2 separate regions of the Anas platyrhynchos genome follow, and region 1 is linked to region 2. The links are chromatin contacts, called in public Hi-C maps. All regions are on one chromosome and are shown on one strand. The core of a region is the stretch at or near the end of the contact, and the rest is flanking DNA. Distances in the headings are between cores, read along the strand shown. Region 1 holds the start of NFRKB (nuclear factor related to kappaB binding protein). Region 2 overlaps APLP2 (amyloid beta precursor like protein 2).

Region 1 (4,326 bases), core at 213-2,712, 110 kb after region 2:
GAGTAACAGGCCATTACGATGTTCATCTGGGTGAGCAGAAGGGAGATCTTGGTTTTGGCTTTGCCTTGTGGCATCTTTTTCAAGAAAAGGGTCTATTTTCAGACTGCTAGATTAATAACATGAGTCAAATGTGGTACGAGTAATAGGAAAATAGGAAACTTGGAAATGGGATATTGCAAATGCACTGTTCTGCAGGAGCATTTTTTAAGTCTTAAAAGCTCTACAGTCTTTAGAGATGATCAAACTTTGTCTTTAACAATATTGCAAATGTGGGATTAAACAAACAAACAACAAAATTTTGTTACATTCAACTTTGTTAGAAAGGATCACAGAATGAGGTTGCTTGTTCTTGTACCAGTTATTTAAAGCTGAAAACTACAGGGTATTCTAGAAAACAACTGTAAAACAGCATCTTTGAACTCACATGTTCCTTATCAAAGTTTCTGCTCTGTCCTACAGTAATAGTAGTATACTTATCCATCAGCTTGACACCAGCATTAAGTGATTCACTGTGTCTTAAGTCAAACTGATGCCTCATCGGGGGAGAAGCATCCCTGGAAATCAAGCATTGTGAATTTTCATTCCAAAGTAATAAAATATAGTGATTACCCAGACTGGGGGAGAGAGCAGAACAGCCCCACAGCACAGCTGTGCTACAGGGACTGCTTTTAAAAAGAAGACAAAAACAAAACACAACAAAAATAGCCAATATTTCTTTTTTTTTCTTTTTTTTTTTTCTTTTTTCTTTTTTTTCCAGTTTCTGCAGTGCAGAAGGCATAGGATTTACTATATTTTATTATTATTTTTTTAACCAGAACCACCCCAAACATTTGTCTCTTAAAATGATGTCCCGCTGGAGCTTAATGCTGCAGTACTCTGCTACCTGCACAGGGCATGATTTGCTCAAAGATGGGAATTGCCATGGGGCCTTCTGGGGCCTCAGGCTTTTCTGTGCAGGTGTTTTGGGTCAGTTTCTCAACCCTCACCCCATTAAAAATTAAAATTAAAAAAAATATATACACCTCTCAGACTGCTGGGGCACTTGGGACGAAACATGGTTGTTTCCATGGGATGCTGCAGTGGCTGTCCCACATCGCTCTGCCCGCTGTTATTTAAATGTGTATGTTTATTGTACATTCAGTGACTGTTCTAGTGTTAATAGTCTTGTGCTACCTGGCAGGTGTAAAAACGAAATTAATAAATTCCTTTTTTTTTTTTTTTCTAAATACCGAGCAGTGTGATCTGTGCGGGCCTCCCCTGGGTGAAAAAAGGGACTTTATTTATTGATTGATCCAAAACCGGGCTTTATTTATTGATGCATGTATTTATGTATTTATTTATCAGTTCCGGTTTCAACCGCCTTTTGCCACCCAGAGCCCTGCCCTTTCCGGGCCCCAACATGGCGCCGGGGCAGCGACGCGGCTTCCCGCCCGCCTTCCCCCCCCCTCCCTCCCGCGGCTCTGCGCAGGCGCGGCGGGGGCCATGGGGCGCGTGCGCGGGGCCTGGAGCCGCGGGCGGCCTGAGGGGGGCAGCGGCTGAGGGGGCAGCGCCGCCGGCCCCGGGCCGCGACCCCCCCGCAGCGGGGCTCGGCGGAGGGCGGCTGGGGCTGGGCTCGGCTCCCTCGGTCCTCGCGGCCCCGGGGTGAGGAGGGGGCGGCGCCGCTGAGGTGAGGAGGTGGGCTCTGGGGACGGGGTGGGGGGCTCTGGGGACGGGAGCTCTGGTTTTGGTGGGTTTGGGTGGTTTTTTGGGGTGTTTTCGCCGCGAGGGTTGGGGCTTTGGGGCTTTGGGTGGGAAGCGGTGTGAGGCGTTTTCCTGTCATGCTGGGAGGGTCGCGGCTGCTGGCCCGGTGTGCCCTCTGCCAGAGCACCCCTCGGGAGCCACGGTCTGTGTCCCTCAGCAGGCTGTGCAGCTTGTGTTAAAACACCTAAAATCGTAAAATATCCCGGGTTGGAAGGGACCCGCAAGGATCCTGGGTTCACCAAATGTTGACTCAGATGTTGTCAGCCCGGGATGGAGCTGGTCTGGGGGCTCTGGTGGGTGAGGTGAGGGTTTGCTGCCCCTGCTCAGGAGCCGCAGAGGGAGGAGGATGGACTCCCTGGACCACATGCTGACCGACCCCCTGGAGCTGGGGCCATGCGGGGATGGAAACGGCACACGGATCATGGAGGACTGCATGCTGGGCACAACGAGGGTTAGTCTGCCCGAGGACCTTCTGGAGGATGTGAGTAGCACTACAAACTTTTTATGTTCCCACAGCATTGACAAACAGTATGTTTGCTTCCTGTCCTGGGGCTTACCAGGGAGAGCAAACTGAAAAGGGATGTTTCTGACTCCTGGAAAGGATGTTGAATAGTGCCTTGAATAATATCAGTAAAACTTCTTAAAAGACTTTTCTGTCACATTATTTTTCTAGATAAAGATCCCTTTTATTTTACAGTTATATTTGAGAATAGAATACAAGTTCCGTTTGTTAAAAGTTTTGAATTTATTTGCTACTTGATAACAGTATTTATTTCCTTGGCTTTTTTCCTTACACTGTTGCTTTCTGTGTTTGATGTGTTACACTGTCTCATGTCCTATGTTACTTAACTGCAAAAAGCCTTGAGGGCTAGAAAGTTGTTAAAGACGTGTACACATTTTCTTTGCTATTGTTTTTTCCTTTCTGTAGCCTGAGATCTTCTTTGAAGTTGTCAGCTTGTCAACATGGCAGGAGGTGCTGACAGACGCGCAGCGAGACCACCTAAAAACATTCCTGCCTCGCTTTCCTGAAAACAACCGAGAGCATCAAAACAAAATCATCTCTGCATTGTTCAGTGGTGAAAACTTCCGCTTTGGAAATCCACTGCACATCGCCCAGAAACTCTTTCGGGGTCAGTGAGTGTGATACTCTTTTGTGTATTTTTGGTGTTAAGTTCTTAACTTGCAGTTAATGAAAACTGAAGTAATTTTAACCTCTTTGTTATAGATGGGCACTTCAATCCTGAAGTTGTGAAATACCGGCAGCTCTGTTTTAAGTCCCAGTACAAACGCTACTTAAGCTCTCAGCAGCAGTACTTCTACCGCCTGCTCAAGCAGATCCTTGCTTCCCGCAACGTGAGTATCTTGTCTTTGGGGCCTGGTCATCGCCTTCTTGTGTTCTGTAACGAATAGGCTGTCTTTACAACAAAGTGTCTTGGTGTTTGTGCATTCCTAATTCTCAGAGGACTTTCTGTTACTGAATGCTGCTTTTCTGTTTTTCCAGTGGCCTGTATAATACAAGAACACTAGAAGCATTGTTATGTTTGCAGAGATGCATATCAAACTTCAGATTTTGAATCTTTCATAGCTCTCACTTGTGTAGCGTAGTGTGTTTTTTCCATGCCCATCTCATCCCCGGGCTTCATTCTTGGCACTTCATTTTAACAAGTGAATCTGCCTCAATTTTTCTGCCATTTATGTCATTGTGAAACAAGTAACTTTGCTAAATAGGTAGTTGTGTGAATTCCACAGCCTCATTGGAGACTGGTATAGAATAGATAAAAAAAACTCTGGTTCTGGTGCTGTAAATCCCTGATGAAGTCTTCCTCTGTAGATAGTGCTGTCAGCTTATCTCTGCCACCTGAAACGTGTCCTTTGTAAATGCTTGCTTATCATTTCATTAAGCTTAGGCATCGCAACATACTGTATGCATGGATGAAGAAGAAAGTGGCTTTATTAAATGCCTCATAGTGATAGGGGAAAAAGAATACAGAAATGTATGGGAAGCTATTTCTTCTATAGTCATAAGGGATAAATCTTTTCTTCAAAAGTTTCCCATGTTTGTGTTACACGTTTGGTATGGAAACTGTACAAGTGGATACAAGACCAGTGGTTAGGGTCCTCTGAACAGTCCACGTAAAGTGACGGTGAGGCATTGTATGTGCAGATGAAGATGCAGAAATGTCTTATTAGCTCCCTTCTTGCCTTTTTCACCCCTTTAAATGATGGTCTAAAATACTGGTTTTATAGTTGCCAATCTGACAAATTCCCTTACATTTTAAGGGTTGTAAAGAATCGAGGTAGTTAGTACATCAGCTCCGAATGTTAAATATCCTGAAAATGTGAGTTAAGCTTAACCACTCTAACTTAGAGAGATGTAACCAAGATAGCTAATGTCACTCATATCTCATCTTCCAGCATTTGCTGGAGTTAGCTAGGAAAGGAGGCCCTGATATGACCCTGAGGAGAAAGCATTTCTCACCATCATATGATGCAGAAGAACGGGACAGACGGGCACATCGGCGCTACTTGAAGATTCTGAGGGAAGTGAAAGAGGAGTGTGGAGATACCACCTTGTCTTCTGATGAA
Region 2 (3,935 bases), core at 532-3,031:
AAGAGTCAAGTTAGCATCTAATGTTTTTACTGTGATCTTCATGCAGAAATGCCATCCTGCATTATGCTCTGCATGACTTGCCATAGCAGCGTCAACACATTGAATCCCTGGAATTCAGCAATACACAAGAACCAAAATCCAGTTTCAGGAAGTCACCAATCACCAGATGCAGTAGCCATAATACATACCGGCTCGTCCACCAGCCCACCAACACGCTCTGCATTGAAAATCATTTCCTTCACATCAAGGGTTTCATCAATTACCTGAAAACAGTCACAAAAAGCGTTTTATGAAAGGAGCTGTAAGAAACAGGTGGGAGAAGGAGTATGAAGCCAGACAAGAGACCTTTAACGCATACAAGCAAGAGCTCAGAACCACCTACCATTTTTTGCCTGCTCTCTAAAGCGTGGGATCTTCTCCAACTTTTAGAGCCAACTGAGCTACTGACTGCAACCATTTGGAAGCCTAGACTACCTCAAACTAAAGACCCGAATTAAAAATGCAGGTCCTGCCTTGGACACAGCATTTCTGTCATGTAACATCTAACTTATGGCTATAGAATGATTCTGAAAGTAGGCTCCAAGAAGTCACTTTTATATATATATTTTTAAGCCAGGTAACTGGGGCAAGACAGCTGCCACTATGACCTAGTGAATTTTTTACACTGCATATAAAGCTAATTGCCTACTGGGTCATGTACCTTTACAAGAAGGTGAGATGTACCTTGCTAGGAAAAGTATGTGGGAAGGCAGGTGGAATGCAGCAGCATTCAGTGTACTCAGACAGAAAGCTACCTAGCTAAAATAAAGGTGTATCAAAGGGTCTCTGCTTGGGAAAGCAATTACTAAATCAGACACTTCTCCAGCTCAGACTGCCAAAGATCCAGATCTCTCTCCTTCCCTCACCCTCCCACCCTTCTGATGCTAATCAGTATTAAGAGCCTACAATAGTCAGAAAACTGACTCCCCCACACCATATGGATAATGAACACACTGACATTCTGCTAGCAGGAAGGAGACATGGAAATAAGCCACTGCTATTAATTAGTGTCCACGGCAGGCTTTGCTTTACAAAATAAAGGTGGAGGGCTCACCACATTTTCATCCACTTTGTTCTTGCTGTTAATCACTTTTTCTTCAGCGCCAATCAGCCCATCCAACTCTGTCATGCCAGAACCTGCACCAAAAGAGCAAGGCAAGGACCATTAGTCAGCCCTTAGTGACATTTAGGAAGGATTACCTACTCTTTGTAGAGCTGCCATGGCTAGTGCGTTTAACTGCATGGACCGCTGATTATTAAGCTGTCTTCATGCTGTTGTGTCAGAAGGGGAGCTCATAAGCTATGCTACAGTGACAAGTGATTGGGGAGGTTCTGTTAATGAAGGGAAATGAGGTGGCAATGAGAGAAGCAGACAGGACTCACCAAAACAGGCTGAAGTGTAAATCCAGAAATACCATACGGTTATAAGTACTGCTGTTAGAATGTCCAAGGCAACATGTAACACAAATTGTGAGCGTGCAATTCTTTTCTGCAAGTGTCAGCCAGGGTCACCACCACCTCCGCATGACCCCACAACGGAAAGGCACATCTCCCCTCTGCTGACAATCAGCACACAGGGAAGACTTTCAACCGCATGGTCAGCATCACCCATTCTTCTGAAATCAAGTACATCAGCAAGCGCCTCGGGAATGAGAATCTCAAGGTCAACCAGCACAGCTCTGTAATGAGCTTCTGTCCCGTAGCTGGCACAAGTCCAGAAACAATAAATCCCAAGGCAAAGGAGGAGCAAAGTACTTCACTAGCCTTTGTACCAGAACATCACTCACCCACTTCTAGGCTAAAACTACTACAGGCTGAAGAGAAGAATATCAATTAACAGAAGGCAGCTGCTCTGCATAAACTGTTTTGATCTCAGGCATTTATAGAAAGATCAGATCAATAACAATCTGATGCAAGACACTCTGACCTAACATAACAAGTTAGGAGACTGCAAGTTTTCCATTATCAGTACGGACAATGTAATGTCCTTCACAACATCTATGCCTCCCTAAAGCAAAAGCAGGAGGACAGTGAAATGTCAGCCCTGCACAACGGGGTCCTTCCAATGAGGAGCATGAGGCAGGGGAAATACACTACAGCACTTAACACTGACTGCATACACCTCTCCACAAACTGCTGAGCTTGCAGGTTGCCTAAGACATTATGTCAACCCATGCTGAAATTGGCACATGTTCTTTAATGAGATGCAAAGGAAAGGATATTTGGCTCCATGGCAAGTTTTTACTGTGACAAGCTTCTTACTGCGCAAAAATGCCAAGGAAACTAATGTTTCACTCCAACTCCTCCCAAAAGAAGCATCTAGGGTTTTACTGCATCCCTTTTTCCTCTATAGTTCTTTGGAGACAGTAATCAGATTCCAAGCACAGCCAAGACTGCCCATCTGATTTCCCACGGCTGTTGAAGCAGGTCATGTTGTTATGGAAGTCAATGATTTGGATTTTCTGGACAGACCAGAAATAGTTTTTAAGAGAACTACTGTGCCGGCTTTTGGCCTATGGCTGCTTTATTCAATTCTCAGGAGCCAACGTAACAGTCTCCAGGGCTGGGAGTTCAGTTGCTGCACTGAGCTTTGCTATTTGTCACAGCGCGCTGTACCAAATAACAGACCTAGTTCTATGTAGCTCTAAGGCACAGTTTAGATTATACACTTCCTAGGGAAAAAAAAAAGAAAAAACAAACAAACTCCACACACACACACAAAACAGAACTCCCTAGCAGCCCTTTGTGAAATTCAATGAAAAGACGAAGAAGGAAACACAGGATGTAATCTTAGTCCCCAAGTCATCAGAAACTCTTTTATTTACCCAAATGGGGAGAGGACCAGCTTACGCTTATCATCTTTAAGTCAACGCAGCAGTCATCAATCAAGAATCAAAGTAAAGGCTGTCACAGTTCTTTCCAGAGCAGTCAGTGCACTGACTTCGCTGTGAATTGCTCCACAAGAGGGATGAAGGTGACCTTTGTAAAGAACTACTACTGGTAATGAAAACAGTTCAGCTGCCTGGCCTTCACCACATTACAAAGTTCTTTGTGCTCATATTAAATGGTTATTAGCAAAACCCTTTGATTCTGCTTTGAAATTCTGCACGACATATTTGGAACCAAAGACAGACGAAAGAAAATGACTGGGTTACTCCCCATGCTCACCTCACGTGCCACTGTTCCGCGAAAGTATTCTGACAATTAGCCTCCCATTTCTGCTCTGGAAACCAAATCTGTTAGCAGATCAGCTGGGCCTGATCTTTACCTGAGGCTGTATCTCTGACAAAGGATTTACCACCAATATTTCTATGTCCATTTTAAGGCCCAGTCGGACCCTTTTTAGCCAGGCACTCTGTTACTGCACAATCAATAATGAGCTAAAGGAGAAACGTGTAATCACACAGGACTTGGCTCGTATGGAGAGATGCTACTCCTGAAAAGGGGATGCTAAGAAGACAAACACAAAGGAATCACCTACTTTACCTGTCCCAGAGCAGCTGTACTCCATAATACCTATGAGGACAAGTAGCTGGGAGACACACCCCATGTCTAGGGGGGCACTCTCATTCCTAGTTTAGTGCTGTTGTTAGGTGGCAAGTACAGATTCCACAGCGTGCAGAATAGCCTCTGGACTATTTACCACCAGCAATGCAAGGTTTATTTTGAGAATTGTTGACCAAGAGTACAAATAAAAGACTTATAAAATATGGCATGGCTTCAGACAGACTGCTAAGCCCACATTTTCTTGAGGGCAAAGAAACTAATTATGCATTCTAAGGCACCTTGCTAGCCCATCAGAGAGGAAAACACAGAACCAATTGGATATTCAAACTAGCTTATTTCTTTATCACTAGGCCTAAACAAACAAAACAGAAAGTTTCTGATCTAAATGA

The links. Hi-C and Micro-C count contacts between places; a contact is called where the count stands out from the background.
Region 1: a contact with region 2 is called in a Hi-C map of F1 follicle, with 2.0 times the contacts expected there. The contact joins the promoter of NFRKB here to the enhancer-like site in region 2. A contact is called at or near these places in 4 of 8 Hi-C or Micro-C datasets (F1 follicle, liver, skeletal muscle and 1 more).

Annotation. Positions count from the first base shown.
Region 1 is chr25:4,458,144-4,462,469 of IASCAAS_PekinDuck_T2T, forward strand. NFRKB (nuclear factor related to kappaB binding protein) reads left to right here and starts at 1,463. Exons shown (of 26, transcript XM_027444385.3): 1 at 1,463-1,666; 2 at 2,068-2,221; 3 at 2,669-2,870; 4 at 2,966-3,093; 5 at 4,156-4,326. The coding sequence starts at 2,087. PRDM10 (PR/SET domain 10) reads left to right here. Exons shown (of 22, transcript XM_072027604.1): 22 at 1-1,218.
Region 2 is chr25:4,349,955-4,353,889 of IASCAAS_PekinDuck_T2T, forward strand. It overlaps APLP2 (amyloid beta precursor like protein 2), which reads right to left. Exons shown (of 18, transcript XM_027444200.3): 15 at 1,094-1,176; 16 at 189-263. Among named protein-coding and RNA genes, the nearest start is that of TMEM45B, 41 kb to the left of the region's middle. Within about 2 kb of position 1,782, at least 2 of the 8 cell types and tissues checked have an H3K27ac peak or open chromatin away from gene starts, as enhancers often do. A contact at or near this core is called in F1 follicle, where this site is marked.